Regions from separate parts of the Sus scrofa genome. Here region 1 is linked to region 2. Evidence: chromatin contacts called from public promoter capture Hi-C data. All regions are on one chromosome and are shown on one strand. The core of a region is the stretch at or near the end of the contact, and the rest is flanking DNA. Distances in the headings are between cores, read along the strand shown.

Region 1 (6,699 bases), core at 1,056-3,555, 790 kb after region 2:
GGAAAGCCTTAAAACCTGGACCAAAGGCAGCACGACTTAGATTAAAAACTCCAGTGTGACCATCAACTTTATCATCCTCACCTGCCAAAGAGAAAGTTCCAAAGGAGTCAATCGTCAGGCTCCTAGGCCCTAAAACAAACGCCACTCACAACACACAGGGGTTCTGAGAAAGGTAGACTGTAAAAATGTTTTTCCTAGGAAATCAATCCTATCTGTCTGTCAGATTTTGTTAGGAAACTGGGAATACATAATATCCACGGAAGGACACGTTTAGGCAAGGAATGGCTTAAGACAGCAAAACGGAAGGCGCCACGGAGCTTGCTTGCTTGCTTCATGGCCCCTTTTCAACAACTCTGGAGCGCTATTCCAAATCCAGGCGGTTCCTCCTGCTGCCCCAAAGAAAGGAACCAGCGTGATAAGGTGTTTTCACAGGACTTTGGAGAACCAGAGCTCATTCTCTAATCCTCAGGAACGTTATCTATGTGTGACTTACAAACACCAGAAGCACCGTTTCACAAGCGGTCATGAAAAAGACGCACCCCCAGACAGCAACACCGTAAACAAGGCTTGGGAAGAACTGAGCAGGTGAAAGTCCTCCGTACCTGTGGAAGCGCCGTATTGAGCTGCCTCTGCAAGGAGTCTCTCTCGTGACCAACCTCGTGTAACTTGCCCTGGGTTAACGCCAGCGTTTCTTGAGTCTCTCTCAGCGTGTCCAGGAGACGGTCCCTCTCTTCCAGCATGGACACCATCAACTGCTCGAAATGTGAATCGGCATCCGGCTGCGAAGGGGAGCCGGACCCATGGCTCCCACCCCCTCCTGGGGGGCCCTCCGCTTCACTGATGGTCGGCATCACCTCGCACATCATCTTGAAATAAAAAGACCCAGACCCTGGTCATTAAGGGCAAGAGAAAGGCTGCCACAAATCTGCCCTTTATGGTGATCTGTGGCTAATATATGAGAGGCTGACAGCCTCGAGAGTCTCCGATCTGACTGCCTGTGCTCTGTACATAAATAGGCTGGGAAAACACAGACATGCAAATCCTGGGTGCCCGGGAACACACAAGACGAAGACGTTAATACTGAAATAATCCAGCCAAGGCATAAAAACCAAAGACTACCCCTCACATAAAGAACAAACCCTGTGGTATTTTGTTTGCAAAGCTGTACTTTCTAGTTGGGGAAAACAAGTGTGCTTCTGTAATTTTTTTTTTCTTTCTTTCTATTTCTCGGTGAGGGAGACAAAGTCAAAACACAGGCCACCCAATCACTTTTCAGGAAAAGCACAGAAGGAGCATACAGCCTGTAAAACTGACAAGCACAAAACCCCATCAGGCATCTTACAGGAATGCGTGCAGTCAGCTCCTGGGAAGGACTGACGGCTCCCTGAATTCTTGGGCTGGATTTGGTGAGCGCTAAACGGAACTGGACTCCTGAAGGGCTGGGAGAGCTGTTTTTCAACGGCTGCAAGGGTTGGTCAGTCAACCTAACTTACATAAGTTAACAGCACCCCCCAAAAAAATTCCACAACGGAAATATAGCAGGTCGATATAGCCGTGGGCGGCTAGGAAGGAAGAAAAAGTGAAAAGTGAGATTACAAGAGGCTATTAAGTGTCTTAAAATAATGACGGCGGAAAGAGGGGCAGGGGAGCCGGTTCCCCAGGCTGCCGGCGGTGTTCCGGACTCGGCGGACTCCCGGGACGCAGGTGCCCAGGATCGCACACACCTGATCAGCCTGCACCCGCACCAGGTGCTGCAGCAGCCGGGACCCCAGGGTGGCGAGAACCATTCATCACGGGAGCCCAGCCTGGGTCGGGGCTTCTTGCGGCCACAGGTCCTTGCCCTCGCGGCCGGCGCTGGGGTCACTGGGCGCTCTGGTCACCCGGTGCTGGGGTCTGGGGAGGGGGCGGCGCACGGCCCCGAGAGGCCCCCGTCCGGGTCCCGCGGGTCTCTCCCCCGCCCCCGAGCCCCGCCGCGCCCCCTGCCACTGAGGCTGACATTCACCAGCCGCAGGGGCCGCCGCCAGGAGGGGACCGGCGCCCCGGGCCCCGCCGCGCCCCGACCCTGCCTCAGTCCCCCACTCCCTTACCTTGCTCGCCGGCGGGAGCGGGCGAGGAGGCTCCGCGGCGGCTCGCGGGCAGCTGCTCGCTCCAGGCGGGCTCGGGACCCGACGAAGGCAGCCCGCGCCCGCCGCCCGCCCCGCGCCCGCGGCCCCGGGCCCGCCGCCCCCAGTCACTAAGGCCGGCCCGCGGCCGGACACTGGCGGAGGCAGGAGGAGCGGGCCCGGCTGCGCGTCGCCGGCGTCAACGTGCCCGACGTCAGGCGCGTCGGCGCAGCGTCAGCGCCGAGCGCCGCCAGCAGGCCCCGCCCCGTCCCCCCCAGGGAGGAGCGCCGGGAAGGCCAAGTGCGCAAGCGCCGCCTCCTCAGGGAGGGCGGGCTCGCCTCTCCGATGCCGATTGGCTGAGTGTGATCGCAGCCCCGCCCTCCAGGCCCCGCCCCTGTAGGTGCGCCTCGGGCTGGTGGCAGCTCCAGGCTCCCGGCTCCCGGCTCCCAGCTCAGGTCCTCGTCCCAGGCAGCGTCTTCCACCTCGGGGGCTGCCCCCAAATCTCTGCTTACAGCCGCGGGGGACACAAAGGCCGATATAGAGCATCTTCTGGTCGTCAGGTTCTGAGCCAGCCACTTCCGGGAAAGTCGCGGCTACACACCTTGCTGGAGAGCGCGCCCAGGCGCTAGTCACCTGCTCGCATCGGGTGTGGCCCCTGGGGCCTCCTAGGAACCGACCCTTGCACGATTCGGAAGGACACGGTTTCTACGCAAGACTCATTACCGAGCTTTTCCCGCTGTACCTGGGGAGGCAGAGATTGGCAGCGTTTGATATTGAGGTTCCTCGGCGCTGTGTGGAGAAGGCAGATTTTTTGGAGCCAGGCACTCCTGGTTAAACTTCCAGCAGACACTTCACACTGCAATGTGGATCTGGGCAAATCTGTAAGATGGGAGAATGATACAGACCTACCCCAGGGCTGTTCTAAGAAACAGAACGTGTACGGAGCACCTGGTGGAGCACCTGGCTGGGGAGGTACTCAGCGAAGGGCAGTCATTTTCTTCTTTCTCAAACATTGTTATTCCTATTCATATTTCATCCTTGCTCAAACGTTTAAAAACATCTGCTATGGGCCAAGCCCTGTGCTAGTTCTTCCAGATACAGAAATGAATAAATACACTTTTAATAAATTAAAGCAAATGCTTCCTCCTCAAGGGTCTGACTCGTGGAGCACAAACTTCACAAATCAAAATGTTGGGGCGTCGTTGCCACATGCCACTGGGCACTGTCTGGCTGTCGGTGGTGCGGAGTCTAAGTCAAGTCAGCTTGGGGGGGAGTGGGCGGGTGACGCTTCCAAGGTGTTTTCCCTGATTCCCAGTAGTGAGCTCACCAAGAGCAGGTGCCACCTCTGACTGGCTTTCTTATCTCCCAGGTTCAGGGCCACACCTTTCTTTCATTCATGTACTTGTTCATCGCATAAATATTTGAGTGAATACAAGTAGGTATGAATTTGCACCCCTCACCCAGGGTCTGGAACAGAGGAAAATTTCCAGCTCTCCCGAGTGTACCAACTTAATTCATCCAGCCCTTATTTATTGTATTGTATTCTATTCTATTGTATTTTTATTTTTGGCCATGCCTGTGGCATGTGGAAGTTCCCAGCCTAGGGATTCAACCTGCACCACAGCAGCAACCTGAACCGCAGCAGTGACCACAATGGATCGCTAACCTGCTTTGCCACAAGAGATCTTAAATTTTAAATCTCAAATTTGTAAAAAAAAAAAATTTAAAAAAAAAAGTATGTCAGAGTTCCCATTGTGGCTCAGCGGGTTAAGAACCTGACCACTATACATGAGGATGCAGGTTTGATCCCTGGCCTCGCTCAGAGGATTGAGGATCCGGTTTTGCCACAAGCTGCGGCATAGGTTGCAGGTGCAGCTCAGATCTGGCGTTGCTGTGGCTGTGACGTAGGCCAGTGGCTGCCGCTCTGATTAGACCCCTAGACAATATGCCACAGGTTTGACCCTAAAAAGACAAAAAGGAAGGAAGAAGGAAGGAAAGAAAGGCAGACAGACAGACAGACACGTCTATATATGAAAACATTGTTACTGGATTCGATTAGTCTTTTGCATTTCTCTAAATATGCGCGTACATGGATAGACACTCCTGGAAAGAGAATGTCAGCATGTTGCCAGTAGTTGTATTTGAAGGGGACTGGGGTGGTTTTCCCTTTCTTTCTTGTGGTAGTTTGTGCTTTCCAGATACTTTACCATGAGTGTGAATTCTGGTTCTCCTTCCAGGGAAAAAGACCAAGAGTGCCACTTTAAGAAAACCATGGCAAATTGCTTTCAGGAAGCTAAGGTGACACTGAGATGTAGGGTCTGTACCACTCAACTGAGCTCTTTCCCAGAGGTGTTTACCTAAAACATATCTCAGAGACTACGTGGTATCATCGTAAGGCTCATTCAGGAAAACAGTGAAGAGGTTCCTTCCAATTATTCTATTAAAGGCTCGATAGGAGTTCCCATCGCGGCTCAGTGGAAACAAATATGACTATAGGATCCATGAGGATGCAGGTTCACTCCCTGGCCTCGCTCAGAGGGTTAAGTATCTGGCTTTGCTGTGAACTGTGGTGTAGGTCGCAGACTCGGCTCGGATCCCACGTTGCTGTGGCTGTGGCATAGGCTGGCAGCTACCAATTCAACCCCTAGCCTGGGAATCTCCATATGCTGCAGATGCAGCCCTAAAAAAGGAAAAAAGAAAAAGAAAGGTTCGATAAAGAAACTACGAGAGGGAGTTCCCTGGTGGTCTAGTAGTTAGGATTTGGCCCTTTCACCAGGTTCAATACCTGGTCTTGCAACTGAGATCCTATATCAAGCTGCTGCATGCTCTGGCCAAAAAAAAAAAAGAAAAGGAAAAGAAAAGAAAAGAAATATGGAATACAGGTGAGGTACGGAAAGAGAGCTTTTTGGTGTGTGTGTGTGTGTGTGTGTGTGTGTGCGTGCGCGCGTGCACGCCAGAGTTGTGTTTTCATAAATGTGCCCACCAGCTTTGACTGTCCAGGTGACGGGGTTAGCTGTCAGCCTTGTGGGTGGCCTGGGCCACCTCTCCTTTCTAGAGAGGTATGCAGCCTGGGAGGAGGGTGTGGTAGAAGCCGGGGCTTGAACCCAGGTCTACCTCCAAAGCCAGTTTTCCTGATGCTACATCGAAAGGAGTCCCCAGGCCCCCAAAGCTGGGGACAAAACCCCTAGACCAGCGCCGGGCCAGCAAGGCACCAATCCTGATGCCCACGGAGGGTCTACAGGGCTCTCTGCCTCCTTGTGTGAAACGCGCCCGTTGTCCCAGCTCGGGGCCGAGCACAGCCAGTCACCAGCTCCTCGGGGAACTCAGGGCCTCCCACACGGGTGCAAAGACGCCATCCCCTTCATCTGTGTAATTACATTGTAAAAGCAAGTCATAAACTCCCTGCAACTGGCTTCTCGTGATAACTTCGTTTTGATCTACAGATGGAGCCGTCTAATAAAAACGCCCAGCCGTTGGAGGGAGAAGGGCCCAGGCAGGTAACTCAGATGGCAGGCTCAGCGGGGGACCCAGCCCTGACCTTCACCATGACCTCAGGCAAGGTCTGCCCCCCATGCCAAGCCTCCGTCTCCTCACCTGCAGAGGGAGTAACAACACGCACGCTAACCACCACGCGGGGACACTGAGAGGCTCATGGCTGGAGGTGAGAGGTGACCGCTTTGGTGTCCCTGCCACCTCCCTGCCCTGTCCAGTCACCAGGCCCCTCTGAAAGGCAGTTTTTGCACAGTGGTTATAAATTCAGGCTCTGGAGCCCAGTGTCCTGGTTCACGTCTCGGGTCTGCTTCCTTTTGCCAGGGCTGTGTACTCTTAGGCAAGTTGCTTGACCTCTCTGGGCCTCCGTCTCCTCATTCCTAAGGTAGGATGATAGAACCCGCTCTGAGGATGGCTGTGAGGGTTACCAGAGTTGGGAAGGATCATATAAGAGATTTCAGAGTTCCCGTTGTGGCTCAGCAGATTAAGAACCCTACCAGTGGAGTTCCTGTTGTGGCCCAGTGGTAACTAACCCGACCAGTAACCATGAGGATGCAGGTTCGATCCCTGGCCTTTATTAGTGGGTTAAGGATCCCATGTTGTGAGCTGTGGTGTAGGCGGCAGCTGCAGCTCTGATTGCACCCTGAGCCCCGGAACTTCCATATCCCACAGGTGCGGCTCTAAAAATAAAAACAAACAAAAAAACCCCACTAGTATCCCTGAGGATACTAGTTTGATCTGTGGCCTCACTTGGTGTATTAAGGATCTAGCATGGCCTCAAGCTTCAGTGGAGGTTGCAGATGCAGCTCAGAGCTGGTGTTGCCATGGCTGTGGGTAGGCCAGGGGCGGTCAAGACTCCAATTTGACCCCAGGAACTTCCATATGTGCAGGTGAGGGTGAAAAAAGAAAACAAAAACTGAAAAAAAAAAAAAAAGATGCTGGAGTCCCCTTGGGGCTCAACTGGCTAAGGACCTGGCACTGTCACTGCAGCGGCTCGGGTTGCTGCTGTGACAGAGGTTCGATCCCTGGCGTGGGAACTTCCACACCCCGCAGGTATGGCCAAAACGAAGGGGAAAAAAAAAATAGGGAGACAAAGGGCAGAGCATTA
Region 2 (6,540 bases), core at 241-2,740:
CCATATGCTGTGTGTGCAGCCCTAAAAAAAAAAGAAAGAAAGCCGCGCAGACTGCGACGAGTCAGCTCCTTCATGAGCTCCGATGCTGCTCGACGTAGGAAGCGAGGCTCTCCCAGCCCTGCCGGGCCTGCTCTTGTTTGAGGGCACCAAGCGGGCCCACTCGGGTTTCTGAGGGTCCCGAAAAAGGGCCTGCGTGTCTGAGGCCCTCAATACCCTCTCGGCCAAGAGGAGCTGACACAGACGCCTCTACCTGCCCGTCCTGGGGGGGGGTGTCTGTGTTCTCTGCTCTCACCATATTTCCAGCTCCGGTCCAAGCCTGTATTTTGCTCCTTTGTGTTTCGCAATTTCAATACCTACATGTACAAAGAGAGAGGAAGAGGGGCAACTTCAGCACCGCCAATGTGTCCAAAGGCGGACTCAAAACCGCAGCCGTGGGTGTCTTAAGAAACCAAAGGTCACCTCCCAGACCCTGCTGACAGCGGCGGGAGTGAGATCCAGGCAGGGCCTGCAGGGCTGACCTTTAGCACCAAGGGGCGGGGGAGGGAGGCCATGGGGTCACACCCTGGCGGGTTAATAACAGCCGATGCAGAAGATCAGGTGTGGGGAGGAAGCAGGACCCGAAGGCACCAGCAGGGGGCACCATCCAACTCGGGCAGCCCCCACTGCAGGTTTAGGTGTGAACAGTGCAAACTCAAAGAGGATGCAAAAAACGATAACTGCATGGCGACCCCACACACAGGACCACACCCCCGTCTCTGAGCTGGTGGGCTCGCCCCACCCCCTCCCTCTTTGGGTGGGTTTTCCTCAATGTCCACCCCCCAGGAAGGTCCTCAGGCATCAGGGACCCGCCCACCGTGGGCTTTTCTTCAAGACTTCCCCGCGGGGGCTTGGCCGCCCTCTCTCTCTCCCCTCACACACCTCTGGGCAGCTCAGCTCTCGAAATGCCACCAGAGACCCCAGGGATAGTTGAGGACAGGCTCGCCCCTCCCATCTCGACCTCCACGGCCTCACTCGTCTTACCGCGTGTCCATTCCTCGTGTCCCCAGGCACTGTTACCCACCCCCTATTCACAGGGACCTGGGCTCGTACAGCACGGACCTAGTCACGGTAAGATAGGGTATCTTATCTGTCCCCACGCCCCGGGCGACTTTCTCCAGAGCAAGGCTGTCTGAGGGCCACAAGCAAGCCGGGCCGGCCAGAACGGACCTCCAATCCTCCTCCCCAGCCGCCCCCAGACTCACTCTTTAAAATCCTTTGCAAATTGCCCTCGAAGTCCAGGGCCCACTGGTTGAGCGCGCAGGTGGCCACGGTCACCTTCCGGCCCATCCTGGCTGCAGGAGCCCGCGCGAAAGGCCGGCCGGACAGCGAGTTTTTCTATCCTAGCGAGAGTCGCTGGCGGGTCCAGCCCTTCCGGGTCGCCCCGCGGGATCGGGCCAGGCCTTGCAGGGACAGGACGGCGGCGTCACGCCCCAGGTAGCCCGGCCCCGCCCGGCCCCGCCCCCGACCGCCCCGCCCCGCCCCCGGCTCGCCCCGCCCCGCCCCCGGCTCGCCCCGCCCCGCCGGAAGAGCGGAGACCCAGACAGGACCGCAGAGCTGGTGGCGTCAGGCCACGCCCCCAGATCGCCCGGCCGTGACCCCCAGCTCACCCCGCCCCGCCCGCGAGCGCCCCTCACCGCCGCGCCTGCGCAGAAGGGCGCCCCACTGAAAGGCGTGTGCCCATGCGCAGCACGCCCAGCCCGCGCCGCCCCTACGCTGACCCAGGTGGGCGGAACTGTGTCGCCAGGTCCGGGAGCGCTGCCCACCGCCCCTGTTTTATCCACAGCTCCCTGCAAACTGCGTCGTAATGCCCTTGTGCAATTTGGGTGTTTCCTCTGTAATATTAGTTATGTTGGGTTCCTTTTTTCTGCACTTGGCATCCCGTGGGAGGAAGAAAGCGCTCGTGAACCGTTCATAAACAGAAGGACACTGAAGTTACCAGCAGCGTTGTGCCAGCACATACGCACTTACACCCACCCAGGCTTGCCTGCCAGGGAACATAGATGCGCAGCCTTACTCAGTATGATAACTGCGTGGTGTTATCATACTGATGACAGTGTTCTCTCCCGCCGCATTTGAACCTGTTCACTCCAGCGGTTTTTCAAGTTTCCTTTTCGCCTTCCAGCCTTTAGTTCCCTTAGGGTAGGAATCCATCCTTTCCCCACAGGAGCAAGTAGCTGGCTGACCATCCTGGATGGACAGGTCATCCTTTTCTCCCGGTTTGCAAGGCTGCCTCTGCCGCAGGTACGCGTTTTCAGACTTGTTTCGTTGATAAAGTCATCCTTGTTCGTGATGGAAAATTTGGAAATTTCGGAAAAGCACAAAAATGTTCATGTGTTAATTCATAACACTTCACTTCAACCCTCGGGGGTAGTTTTCATTCCCAGAAATCTCTCAGCTCTTTCTGGCCTTTGCTCAGGTATCTCCTGCCAACAATGGCTGGTTCTGTGCTTCTGAGAAGGAAGGAGCAAATCCTCCAGGGTCTGGTTGCAGCAGAAAATAAGGACGTTCTTGAAAAATGGGGGGAATATATTATTTGGGGGAAAAAAGAGTCAGTTGAAGGGGTTCCCACTGGCCAAATATGGGACAAACTGAATATCCAAAGATAATGACTTCAAAAAAAAGTAAATGGAAAAAGAAAAAAAAAAAAAAGTTCCTGCTGTTTCACAACAGGTTGGCTGGCGTCTCTGCAGCGCTGGGACAGGTTCAATCCCTGGCCTGCACAGTGGGTTAAAGGATCCCGCGTTGCCACAGTTTCTGCATAGGTCACAACTGCATCTTGAGTCTGATCCCTGGCCTGGGAACTCCATAGGCCACAAGGCAGCCAAAACAGAAAAAAAAAAAAAGGAAGTGAAAGTTCAGGATCATAACTCCATATGCAAAAAAATCTATTGCTCCGTGTTGACAAAAAAATGAAATAAGAGAGGGAAATTCTTTACAGAAAAATGCCAGTGAGGTTAGAAAATATTGCCCTTTTGCATCGGGGAGTTTGACTCAGGCAGGAGTCATCGTTAAATGCTAGATTCCTGGACGAAGCGTCTTTGGAGGCCGTGCATTTACACAGTCTCAGCCATTCCGCAGATGACTCAGTAATCATAAAAGGAGCAATGGAGACTCCTGGCAGAAACCATCTGAGCCTCACTCTCAGACTTACCGTCAACAAGGGGACAAAGTGAAAGTGACACCACGTTGCCTCCTGCTGTTGAGCTTGGAGGTGACGGTGACCGGCCCCCGTGCTGAGAACAGCTGGGACTTGTTGCCTTGTTTCTCTCTGAGGCTCAAGGAAAAAGCGAATTGCAGGAGCTGAGCTCGGCTGCAATGGAAAGATCAGATGACCACTTCGGTGGGTCAAGGAGACCCCCCCCCAGTTACACATGCGCAGTAAGACTCCTAAGGGTCGGAAAGGGAGGGGCGCCAGGCCATAGTAAGTCTGGATACCGTCCCGGCACCCTTTGCGCTGGAATCCATCTTTGCCAAAAGGTGCTCACACTTGTCGGGGAGGGTCCTGTGTGCAGTCAGGGGTGAGAGATAAATTAAGATAATTGGCTAAAGGTAAACAGACCTGAAGAACTATATAAACTATTTAAAATCACTGTATAATCACCTCCCTGGTGCACTTCTCACTCGGGGGACACCTGCACCCCCACCTCTCTTTGGGGTGTGTGTTACTGCTTTGCTTCTGACTTAAATAAACCACTTCTCCGTGCGCCGTCCCACACGTTGTACTGCGTCCCTAACAATAAAATGTTTTACCTATTTTTGCAATCTATGCTTCCTTGAAACATTCTTGCTTTCACTGGGGGCAAGAATCAGGGCCATTCTGCTTTTAGGCTCTAGTTAGCAGAGTGGCTAGAATTCCTGGTTTTCAATCAGGCTGCCCAGGTTCAGTTCCTGAGCAGAACGTTAAGATCTCGCTCCAAGCTGCCACCCAGTGCTGTCTCTCCGTCATCACCATGATGCGTGAGGGCACGACGCCTCTGGGGTTTGTTATCTTGCCCTCAAACGCAGATCCTGAATGCAAGGACGAGGAGAAAAACAGCCCCGTCCAAATGGAGAGACTTTGCAAAAAGCTGGCCTTGGCGTGGTCACAGACGGAAAAGATGCAATAAAACAAAACAGAAAGCACTGGCGGTGCGGGCTCTGGATTAAACCCGAGGAGCTGCGGTCCCTCAATGCACAGTGTGGTTCTTGGATTGGATCCCGGATTTTCAAAGGCGCTGTAAAAGACACGGGTGGGACACCTGGAGGAAACTGAATATGGACAGTATATTAGGCAATAGCATCGAATGATGTTAAATTTCCAGAGTGTGGTCATTTTATTTTAGAGATATAGGGGGATGTTCTTGTTTTTAGGAGGGGGATGCTGAAGTATTTAGGAGCAGGGGTAACATCTGCAGCTTAAATGGTTCAGGAAACAAAGAAGGGGGAGATACAGGGTGAGAGAGAGAGAAATTAAATGCGGCAGTCTGTTGACAGCTGCTGAATCAAGGTATATGGGTGTTCATTTTACTTCGTATTCAGTTGGTTGGTACGTTTCTATTTTCAGCCTGGAAAACTGCAGGAAAATGTCTCTGTAAGGGACACAGAGATGTCCATCCAGCTCCCTCTGCCAGTAGGGCAGGGTCCACATACACTTCCCGCTGCCCACCCCGCCAGGGGCTGCTTGGCTTGTACAGCTGCCCAGCCCAAGGTCACGCCCTTGCAAGGATGGCCTTTGTCCAAAGCCTGGGGGAGGGCAGGGTACATAGCTTAGCCATTCCTGGTCTCAGGAGAAAATAATCAATAAGCTGATGTATAATGGGATAGAAAGTAGTTTTCTTCAAGCCAAACTGAGGGTGACAGCCCAGGAGAAACCAATTCCAGAAGCACTTGAATTGCGTCCCACTGGACTCCAACACAGGGGAGACTCATAAAGGTAAAACCTGGAGCTCCTCTCGTGACTCAGTGGGTTAAGAACCCAACATAGGGACCTTGAGGATGCAGGTTCGATCCCTGGCCTTGTTCAGTGGATGAAGGATCTGGAGTTGCCCACAGGTGCCGTGTAGGCTGCAGATGTGGCTCAGATCCGGTGTCACTGAGCTATGGCTCCGATTCAACCCCAACCCCTAGCCTTGGAACCTTCCTATGCCACAGGTGGCCATCAAAAGAAAAGAAAAGAAAGACAACACCCCACAAAAATTACAAAAGTTGTTTGTCCAGGGTGGGGGGATGTGCTTGGGCTGTGGGATGGAAATCCTGTGAAATCAGATTGTTATGATCATTATACAACTACAGATGTGATCAATTCATTTGAGTAATTAAAAAAAAAGTTGTTTGTCAAGAATTGTAATTGCAGTGGGCAAGAACGGTGCCTGTTAAGGGTTGGTTGGGGTCCAAAATGGTTGCAGACTTACAAGGCAGGACCTTGGGACTTGAAGGTGGCAGCTGGCAGCCAATCAAGTGTTCTGAGACCAGCTGGTGGTGTCCTTGAGACGGATGCGGTTCAGAAAAGTCAGGTTCTCAGCAATACAGGAACATGTCTGAAACAACGTCCACCACCGCCACTCAGATCCACTGGGAACGCCTGAACCACAGTTACTCCATTCTGATCTTTTAAATGCATTCTTGTCATTAATTGCTCAGTCCCATGTACAGCGCATGTTTAATAAGCCGCCAACAGGCTGCTTAGGTCAGCCTAAAGTTCAAGTTGAAGCAGGTACTAGCCAGGATGACTCCCCATTCCCGGACACGCGAACGCTTGCTCTCTCACTGCCCAGCGGGACAATTCTGGAGGGCTCTCCTGTCACTCCGAGGCTTCCCCTCACGGTTGACCTGAGCCCACAGGCTCGCAACCGCGCTCAAATTCTCCAGCTGCCCAGCCCTGCTACTCCCTCCCCTTCCAGCTCTGCACTGGGCGTTCCTACCCTACACTCCATCTCCCAGACCCTTCCTGGGGACCCCACCTGTTCCGTCCACCCAGCTGACAGCCCTCCCTGACACGCCTAAACAACACTGCTCCCCACACACTCTACACACCTGCTTGGTTGTTAGTTTACTCATTACTGCCTCCCCCAACACCACGGGCGCCCCAAGAATAGGGATTTGGTTTTGCGGGCTCCCGTGGACCTGGCACCTAGAAACTAGCGGCTCCGTGTTTCCTGCGCGCCTTTGAAGCCCCTTTGGCAGAAGAGGAAACTGAGGCTGGGATGCGCGGCAGCGGGCACAGGACCGCGGGTCAGGAGGAGCCGAGCGGCCGGGTCCGCGCTCCCAGGTCGGTGGGCCCCGCCCCCACGGGGAGGTCTGGCGCGGGGCCAGCCCTCGGCCGTCAATCTCGTGCCCGGCGGCTGCGGACTGGCCCGCGCTGTGGCTCGAGTCGGCTCAGGGGGTGGGGCGAGGCGCCGCGGCCAATCCGGGGGCGCGGGGGCGCCGGACTGCACAGGGCCTGCCTCCGATTGGTGGTCTCTCACTACACCTCATCCTGGGGGCGGGGCGGCGACAGGCCTGGGACTGCGCGGGTCGGGGCGG

What was found. Promoter capture Hi-C pulls out the DNA fragments that hold promoters and counts their contacts.
Region 1: a contact with region 2 is called in a promoter capture Hi-C map of liver, with 2.7 times the contacts expected there. The contact joins the promoter of PPFIA1 here to the promoter of NADSYN1 in region 2. A contact is called at or near these places in 1 of 5 promoter capture datasets (liver) and 1 of 47 Hi-C or Micro-C datasets (liver).

Annotation. Positions count from the first base shown.
Region 1 is chr2:3,163,171-3,169,869 of Sscrofa11.1, forward strand. PPFIA1 (liprin-alpha-1) reads right to left here and starts at 2,306. Exons shown (of 28, transcript XM_021082667.1): 1 at 2,088-2,306; 2 at 603-866. The coding sequence starts at 866.
Region 2 is chr2:2,370,866-2,377,405 of Sscrofa11.1, forward strand. It overlaps NADSYN1 (glutamine-dependent NAD(+) synthetase), which reads right to left and starts at 1,491. Exons shown (of 21, transcript XM_021082640.1): 1 at 1,242-1,491; 2 at 293-353. The coding sequence starts at 1,326. DHCR7 (7-dehydrocholesterol reductase) reads left to right here and starts at 6,487. Exons shown (of 9, transcript XM_021082642.1): 1 at 6,487-6,540. LOC106509287 (a long non-coding RNA gene) reads right to left here and starts at 6,291. Exons shown (of 3, transcript XR_001306687.2): 1 at 6,052-6,291; 2 at 5,430-5,555; 3 at 4,302-4,591.